Regions from separate parts of the Mus musculus genome. Here region 1 is linked to region 2. A link is a contact called in public HiCAR-type data. All regions are on one chromosome and are shown on one strand. Each heading gives the region's core, a stretch centred on a gene start, on an enhancer-like site or on the middle of the called end of the contact. The rest is flanking DNA. Distances are from core to core; before and after follow the strand shown. Region 1 overlaps Fzd3 (frizzled class receptor 3). Region 2 overlaps Extl3 (exostosin-like glycosyltransferase 3).

Region 1 (3,231 bases), core at 143-2,642, 180 kb after region 2:
AACAGACACAAAATGCTAACTTGTCCAAGGTCATACAATTATAAACACAAATCTAAGCATCAGGCAAACTTTGACATTTTTACACAGATCCCTTGAACTTATCCAATTTGTTTCACTTAACTTCTGTTTTAGTTTGCCCTTTTATAAAACGGTCTTAATACAATTAGAACAACTAATAAATAATACTTATAAATAAAATAGGAAATAATTTCACGTATAGTAGGGCTATAGCAGGGTGACTTTGTTCCCTGTTCTCAACTGTCAAATGGGGAAACTCAAGTGGAGTTTTTTTCAAAATGTCAAACAAAGTAGGTAACCCCAAAATCATGATGATAGGAGACAGAAACCAGATATAAAAAGGTAGATACTGTGGGCTTGAGCCAATGGCTCAGCAGGTAAGAGCACAAAGTTCATCTTCCCTCACCCACATCAGGCAGCTGCCAACCAACTACCTGGAGAGCTGATAACCATTTCTTGCCTCCATGGGCACTGTACTCATCTGCATAAACCCACACTCAGAAACACACATACATATAACTAAAAATAACATCTAAAAAAGCAAATCATGTATGAGTCCATGCCTATACAACACTAGCACGTGCACCAATCCATAAGGACAGAGAACACACCTGTGAAAGCTGAAAGCATGAGCAGAGAATGTGGACTACGAAGGATATAAGGCAGCTTCTGATGTGATAGAAAAGTTCTATACTTTGATAATGGTAATACAGGAGCTGTTAAAAACTCATCAAAGGGAACACTTTACATAAGTGGAGTTTACTATATATGGTATAACCCAATAAAGCTATTATGAAAAACTAAGTAAATCAACTTGGTCTTAACAATTTCTTATCACAGCAAAATAAAATTAAATGATGTGGCCTTGACACTTAGGTTGAGAACATCCATCCATTCATCCATCCATCCATCTATCTATCTATCTATCTATCTATCTATCTCTATCTATCTATAACATATCTATCTATCTATCTATCTCTATCTATCTATAACATAAGGAACAGTACTCACAGTCTATGAAAGAGAAAGGAACATGGCTGATTGAATTCTAAATGATTCTTCCTGAGTGTTTCTCTAAGCAGGGATGTTTTTATTCCCTAAATCAAGACCCGAGTATAGGAAGTTTACAAACTGGAAAGTAACTTTCTAAAAACTAGATTTCTGATTTCTACAACAAAGGTGCACTGCATGGAACCTTGCATTCTTTGTTTAAATTCAAATCAACCAAGCCTTTGTGCTCCCATTCTTTCAACTCTCAAATTTCCATTCGTTACCATAGCAACCTGCTAACTGACAAACCTTCAAGCATAGCCACAGTCCAAGCTTAGCAAGGGTGTGAAAAGGGGACAGTGTCAAAGGCCAAAATCTGACTCAGGAGAATCAGAATTCCAACCTTTGTCACTGCACAAAGGGCCTGGTAACTATAGAAACTGTGCCACACTAGGTTTGGGAACAGCATGACTAAACTCACTAAGTGTGAACCAATGTGGAACAGCCTTGAAAATCTAAAACTCCTATTCATAGCTACTTTAGATCCAGTTGGAATAAGAAGTTATTCCAAACAACTTATGAAAATATTTATGTAAGTAAAATTATGAGACTCAAAATATCAAAGCAAAGCAAAACAAAACAAAACCCCAAATCCAGTCTCCCTTTCTGGAACAATAAAGCTTCTGATGACGTCACGTGCAAACTTTTAAGAATTGTTTTCTGTCTCTACAAAATAAACTAAGCCAAAAAGCTCTAGTTAAAAACAAAAACAAAACCACCTTTAATTCAGTAACTGTTTTTCTTTTTCAAACCTTAATTTTCAAAAATGTATCATGGTAGTCTACTCATTGATAATAGCTTGGGAAATTGAATAATCTATTATCACAGGAATCTATTCACTTTCATACGTCAAAGTAGAGCTCTTAAAACAGTACGTAAGACTCTTCTTTGGTTAGTAAACTTCTTTAACATTTCTCTATTGTAGATAGTTCTGGATTATGACATACTTAAAAAATAATACTTTATAGGGCAAATCCTACTCTACTTAATAATCTGATTTAAAGCAAGAATTTCAAAAGATTCCTTTAATGTAATTTGTCATAAGAAAACCAATTCAGAATTTCTAAAAGCTGTTATTTTTATTCCTAAAATCAGAAACAACTGCGAACAATACTCTGTGTGCATGTGTGTGTGTGTGTTTTAATTTAGAAGCTTCTTAATTCTGTTTGGTTTACCCTAGTCACAAAACTGGCTTCTAAAGCCGTATCTGTTAGGGAAGGGGATGTAAGTCCATACACAAGGCCTTAGGTTTGCTATCCAGCACTGCAAAATTAAATACAGATAATAAAATGGGTCATTTCACTACACTGTTTGCTTAGAAAAAATATCTTCCCATAAACATTAACCTATAATCCTAGCACTCTGGAGGTAGAAGCAAGTAGATCTCTGAGTTTGAGGCCAGCCTGCTCTATAGATCTTGCTCTAGGTCAGCCAGAGAAACTCCGTCTCAAAAAAAAAAAAAAATATTTAACCTAAAAAAAAAAAAGTAAATATGGTGTATTCTAGCAGTTAAATATATGAGCTTAAAGAAAAGAATTTTTCTTCCTTAAAAAGCCTATCCACAAATATGGATCGGTATTGTTTCATTGGGGTACATTCAAAATTTCAAAAGCTGTTATTTTTGTTCCCAAAACCAGAAATAACTGCAAATAATTCTCCACTATCTGTATGTACGAGTTTTCTGCTTTTTAATTTAGAAGGTTCTTATATTAGCCTGCCCTAGTTAGGGTTACTATTGCTGTGATCAAACACCATGGCCAAAGCAACTTGGGAAAGAAAGGGTTATTTGGCTTAAGCCTCCATCCTCATCACTGTTCATTGGAGGAAGTCAGGACAGGAGCCCAAACAGGGCAGGAACCTGGACACAGGACCTGAGATAGAGGCCATGGAGGAGTACTGCTTATTGGCTTATTTGCTATGGCTTGGTCAGCCTGCTTTTTATAGACAGCCAGGGGTGGCACCATCCACAATGGGCTGGGCCCTCCCCCATCAATCACTAATTAAGAAAATGTTCTACAGGCACACCTGCAGGCCAGCATTTTCTCAATCGAGGCTCTCTCCACTCAGATGACTATAGCTTGCATCACATTGACAGAACTAACCAGCACAGGGTCACAGATGTTTTGGTTAAGCCACACACTCTGTGTACTTTTTCCTTCATCT
Region 2 (3,630 bases), core at 325-2,824:
ATAGGTCTGGCTCCCACTTGGTGGCTGTCTGGGAAGTTTAGGAGGCATGCCTACCGGAGGATATGTACCAATGGTGAGAGCTTTAAGAATTCTGGCTTGGGTCACTCTGAGTTTACTCTTTGCTTCCTGCTGTGGGCCAGTATGTGAGCGGTTAGCCCCAGCTGCCATGCCCGCTGTCTCACTTCCCTGTGGAGGCATGACAGTGCCTTGTCCCTCTGGAACCATAAGCCCAAACAAACCTTTCACTCTGTAAGCTGCCTCAGTGTCTGGCAACAACAACAACAACAAAAAGCTGCTAATACCGTGCTGTGAACAAAGGGAGCTATCACACTCCCTATGACACCACTGAGACTCATGATTTTCCTTGAGGGGAGGGCTATGAAGAGAATACCTGCTCCCACATCAGCATGACTTTGGAGGCAGTCTCAATTGGAACTGGCTAAAGTCCTGCTCTTCACATTCCCAGGCCCCTGTCTGCTAAACTCCTGCCAACTTTGCAAATGTCTTCAACCCAAAGTCACCATTGAAAAATGTATTATTAATCCCTGTTCCATCACAGAAAATGATGTCAATTACAAATGTATGTGAAGTAACAGATTAGCTGGAGGGCTGCTTTAGACATGCCTCAGATCCACAGCTGTTCCAGCCCCATCAACACCAAGAAGGATCTATGCTATTCCAGGTGGCAGAGCCCAGCAACAGATTCAAAAACTTACCTTGTCCCAAGAATATTTAACCAAGGAAGGAAGGAAGGAAGGAAGGAAGGAAAGAAAGAAGGAAAGAAGGAAAGCAGGCAGGCGCAAGCGCAAAGAAAGAAAGAAGCAAAACAAAACAAAAAAGCCTGGGTTTGTAGCCAAGGTCTCCGAAGCCCAGATTCAGTGGTAACAAAACAGAGGCCAAGTTCTGGTCAGGAAAAAGACTGGCCATTTACCAGGCAGAGAATGTCAAACTAGGTTAAAGGAAAGCAAAGGAGAGAGTACTAGAGGGAGAGAACAGAGCACACAAGGTACTGCTAGGTGGTAGAAGGCTCACTTAGAGTGTAAGGTCCTGGATTGTGTCCTCAGCAACATCAACAGGGATGGATGGACGGACAGATGGACACACACACAGCTAGGAAGGGAGCCACCAAGCCCTTATTTTCAGCAGCTTTTGCTCCCCAGTGAGTGAGAAGATGGCCATAAGTAGCAAGCCCCAAAGGCAAGTTTAGTGATGGTAAAAATCCTACCCCTTTAAATGCGCCCAGTTTCAGAGAAGTTATCAGGTAAGATTGTGTGGCCACCTGAGACATGATGGGACAGGGTGACGGCTCACTCAAATGGCCCGTCTTTCATTCATTCTCCCAGCATCCCTTGTGTTCACCCATAGCACTGTATTCAGGCAGTTCTGCAAACACAGCCCCTCCTCGCCCCAGCAGTTATATAGAGAAATTCAATTTCCCAGGCTTCTCTTTAAGATTACCAGTTCTGTGAATTCATTTCCAGCAAGATTATCAACAGAGCCTGAGAGACTCAGCCAAGCTGCAAACTGCGAGGACATTCCCTGGATCTCCAAGCCACCAACCAAAGCCGCACTTCCCAAGAGCCCCAGCAGATGGCTCTGTACCAGTACAAAGAAAGCAGCATGGCTGTGGAGCCTATCAGAAAAGCTGTGCAAATTTCACCCGATTTTCATTGACAGTGTGAACCTGGTGGTTCCTCGGCTGAAAGCTAAATAAACTGCATTTCACAGGCGCCAAATTACGGGCCTCCTTGTTCTCCCCCACGCCACCACTTGAGACAGTTCTCTACATTATCCTGGCTGTTCTGGAGCTCACTATGTAGACCAGGCTGGCCTCTACTCACAGAGATCCTCCTGCCTCACCCTCCAGCTGCTGGGATTAAAAGGTATATGCCAGCACAGCTGGCTCCCTCCTTATTCTTTAAAAGACCTGACTAGGCTAGACCAGAAAGCCAGGAATCAAATAGCAGACAAGCTCTGGACTGGATTCACAAGCAAGTTTGTGCATAAGTTCACTGAAGTCCATCCCTGAGATGACTGTCAAGAAGCCTAAGAGGGAAGATGGGGGAAGAGCTCTGATTCGGAAGCCAAATGCGGAGGCTTCAACCTTCAGCCCAGCACAGGGGAGGTGGGAGCAGGAGGAATCTAGGTGCTCAACTCAGCAGCCAACCATTGCGGGGTTTCAGCAACAAAATCCTGACAGAGACTTAGTCATTCCTAAACGCACTGTACACAGCTCTGCACTGGTCTCTAGGAGTTTGCGAAAAGCATGGCAAATGTCAAAGACACGAGTCAACCGAAAGGAACTTAAAAAACATGCCCATTTTTGTTGGGGTTTTGTTTCAAATTACAACAGTACTGTCCTCCACCCCAGCCCCCAGGAGTGGCTGTTTCTTTACATTGTGCCAGGAAGGTATACGGACGTACTTTGTGTTACACTTTGGTAACTCAGAAGACTAGCTTTCAAATTACTGCTTCAATTAGGAGGCTGGCATCGACCAGAAGGAATGGTACATATACTGCCTGCCTCCAAGATGTCCAACGCACATCAAATAACCACGCGGATGAGTAAGTAGGTAAGCAGAACCAGGAAGCAGTGGGCTCTGCTATCCCAAACATTCAACGCAATGGGGAGTGCTTAGGAATGACAGGGCTAAGTCAGGAGGCCCCTTAGTATTTGCTCCGATTTATTTTTTCCTCTTGCTGCGCTGTTCAGGCAGGCCCTGAACTCAGTGTGTAGCCCAGGCTGGCCTTTAACATGCAGTCTTCCTGCTTCACCTATGTAGCCCAGGCTGGCTACATAGGCTTGCAGTTCTCCTGGCTCTACCTCTGGATGCTGAGATACGATACAAGTGTATAGTGTATGTACCACAACATCTGACCCCTAGCCTTGCTTTCTAATGCGGAGAGCATCTCTTGGCCTACATCAGTCATGTTGGAGGAACTCACAGGAACACTGGCTTGCTTCACACAGCACATTCCCAGGTCAGCTGGCCTTCTGTCACCATCCTTCAGAGAAGCCCAGACTCCTGTCACATCCTTCTTCGTAGCACAGGGCAGTGGCCAGGACAGCAATCCAGACCTAGCACTTCACACCATTAAGTTCACACTGGCTCAGCCCAGCCTAACATCCTCCAGCCTCTAACAATGCCTCGAGCATAGCACACTTCCGTAGCCAGCCTTGTCATCACACAGGCACCAGACGGAAACAGCGGCTACTTCCTCTGACTTAAAGCAGACCACAGAGCTCAGGAATGAAGAGCTTGAGGCCTAGGAAGCCGCATCTATCTATGAGTTTCTAACACATGAGCACCAACATCAAAGAGCTTGGGGGGTGGTGCGGGAAGGGAGTCGCCTACTCTGTGAACAAGGGGGAGGGGCCAAGAACAATCAAGGGGGTGGGAGTTGAGAGTAACACCATGAACTCATTTTCATTCATAACTATGAGGCTAACATGCACAGAAAAAGTGCCTGTCTTAACTTATGAGGCACGTCTATTTGAAGTTTTAAAAGCAGTGCTGATGAAGCCTGTGAAAACATTACTCAGACAGCACAAAGCAGAGGGCAGCCTCCAGGGAGAAGATGCACACAGAGACCGCCGCGCTCAGCACCGCTGAGAAACCGCTGAGACAC

The links. HiCAR-type assays count read pairs that join an accessible place to other places.
Region 1: a contact with region 2 is called in a HiCAR-type map of astrocytes, with 1.9 times the contacts expected there. The contact joins two enhancer-like sites. A contact is called at or near these places in 4 of 484 Hi-C or Micro-C datasets (the Ba/F3 cell line, embryonic stem cells, extraembryonic endoderm stem cells and 1 more), 1 of 115 datasets of contacts at active chromatin or transcription factors (astrocytes) and 1 of 9 other capture datasets (pancreatic islet).

The regions. Positions count from the first base shown.
Region 1 is chr14:65,244,254-65,247,484 of GRCm38.p6, forward strand. The region is part of intron 2 of Fzd3 (frizzled class receptor 3); the gene reads right to left. Among named protein-coding and RNA genes, the nearest start is that of Fzd3, 17 kb to the right of the region's middle. Within about 2 kb of position 1,393, at least 53 of the 459 cell types and tissues checked have an H3K27ac peak or open chromatin away from gene starts, as enhancers often do. A contact at or near this core is called in astrocytes, where this site is marked.
Region 2 is chr14:65,067,872-65,071,501 of GRCm38.p6, forward strand. The region is part of intron 3 of Extl3 (exostosin-like glycosyltransferase 3); the gene reads right to left. Among named protein-coding and RNA genes, the nearest start is that of Gm52118, 23 kb to the left of the region's middle. Within about 2 kb of position 1,575, at least 58 of the 459 cell types and tissues checked have an H3K27ac peak or open chromatin away from gene starts, as enhancers often do. A contact at or near this core is called in astrocytes, where this site is marked.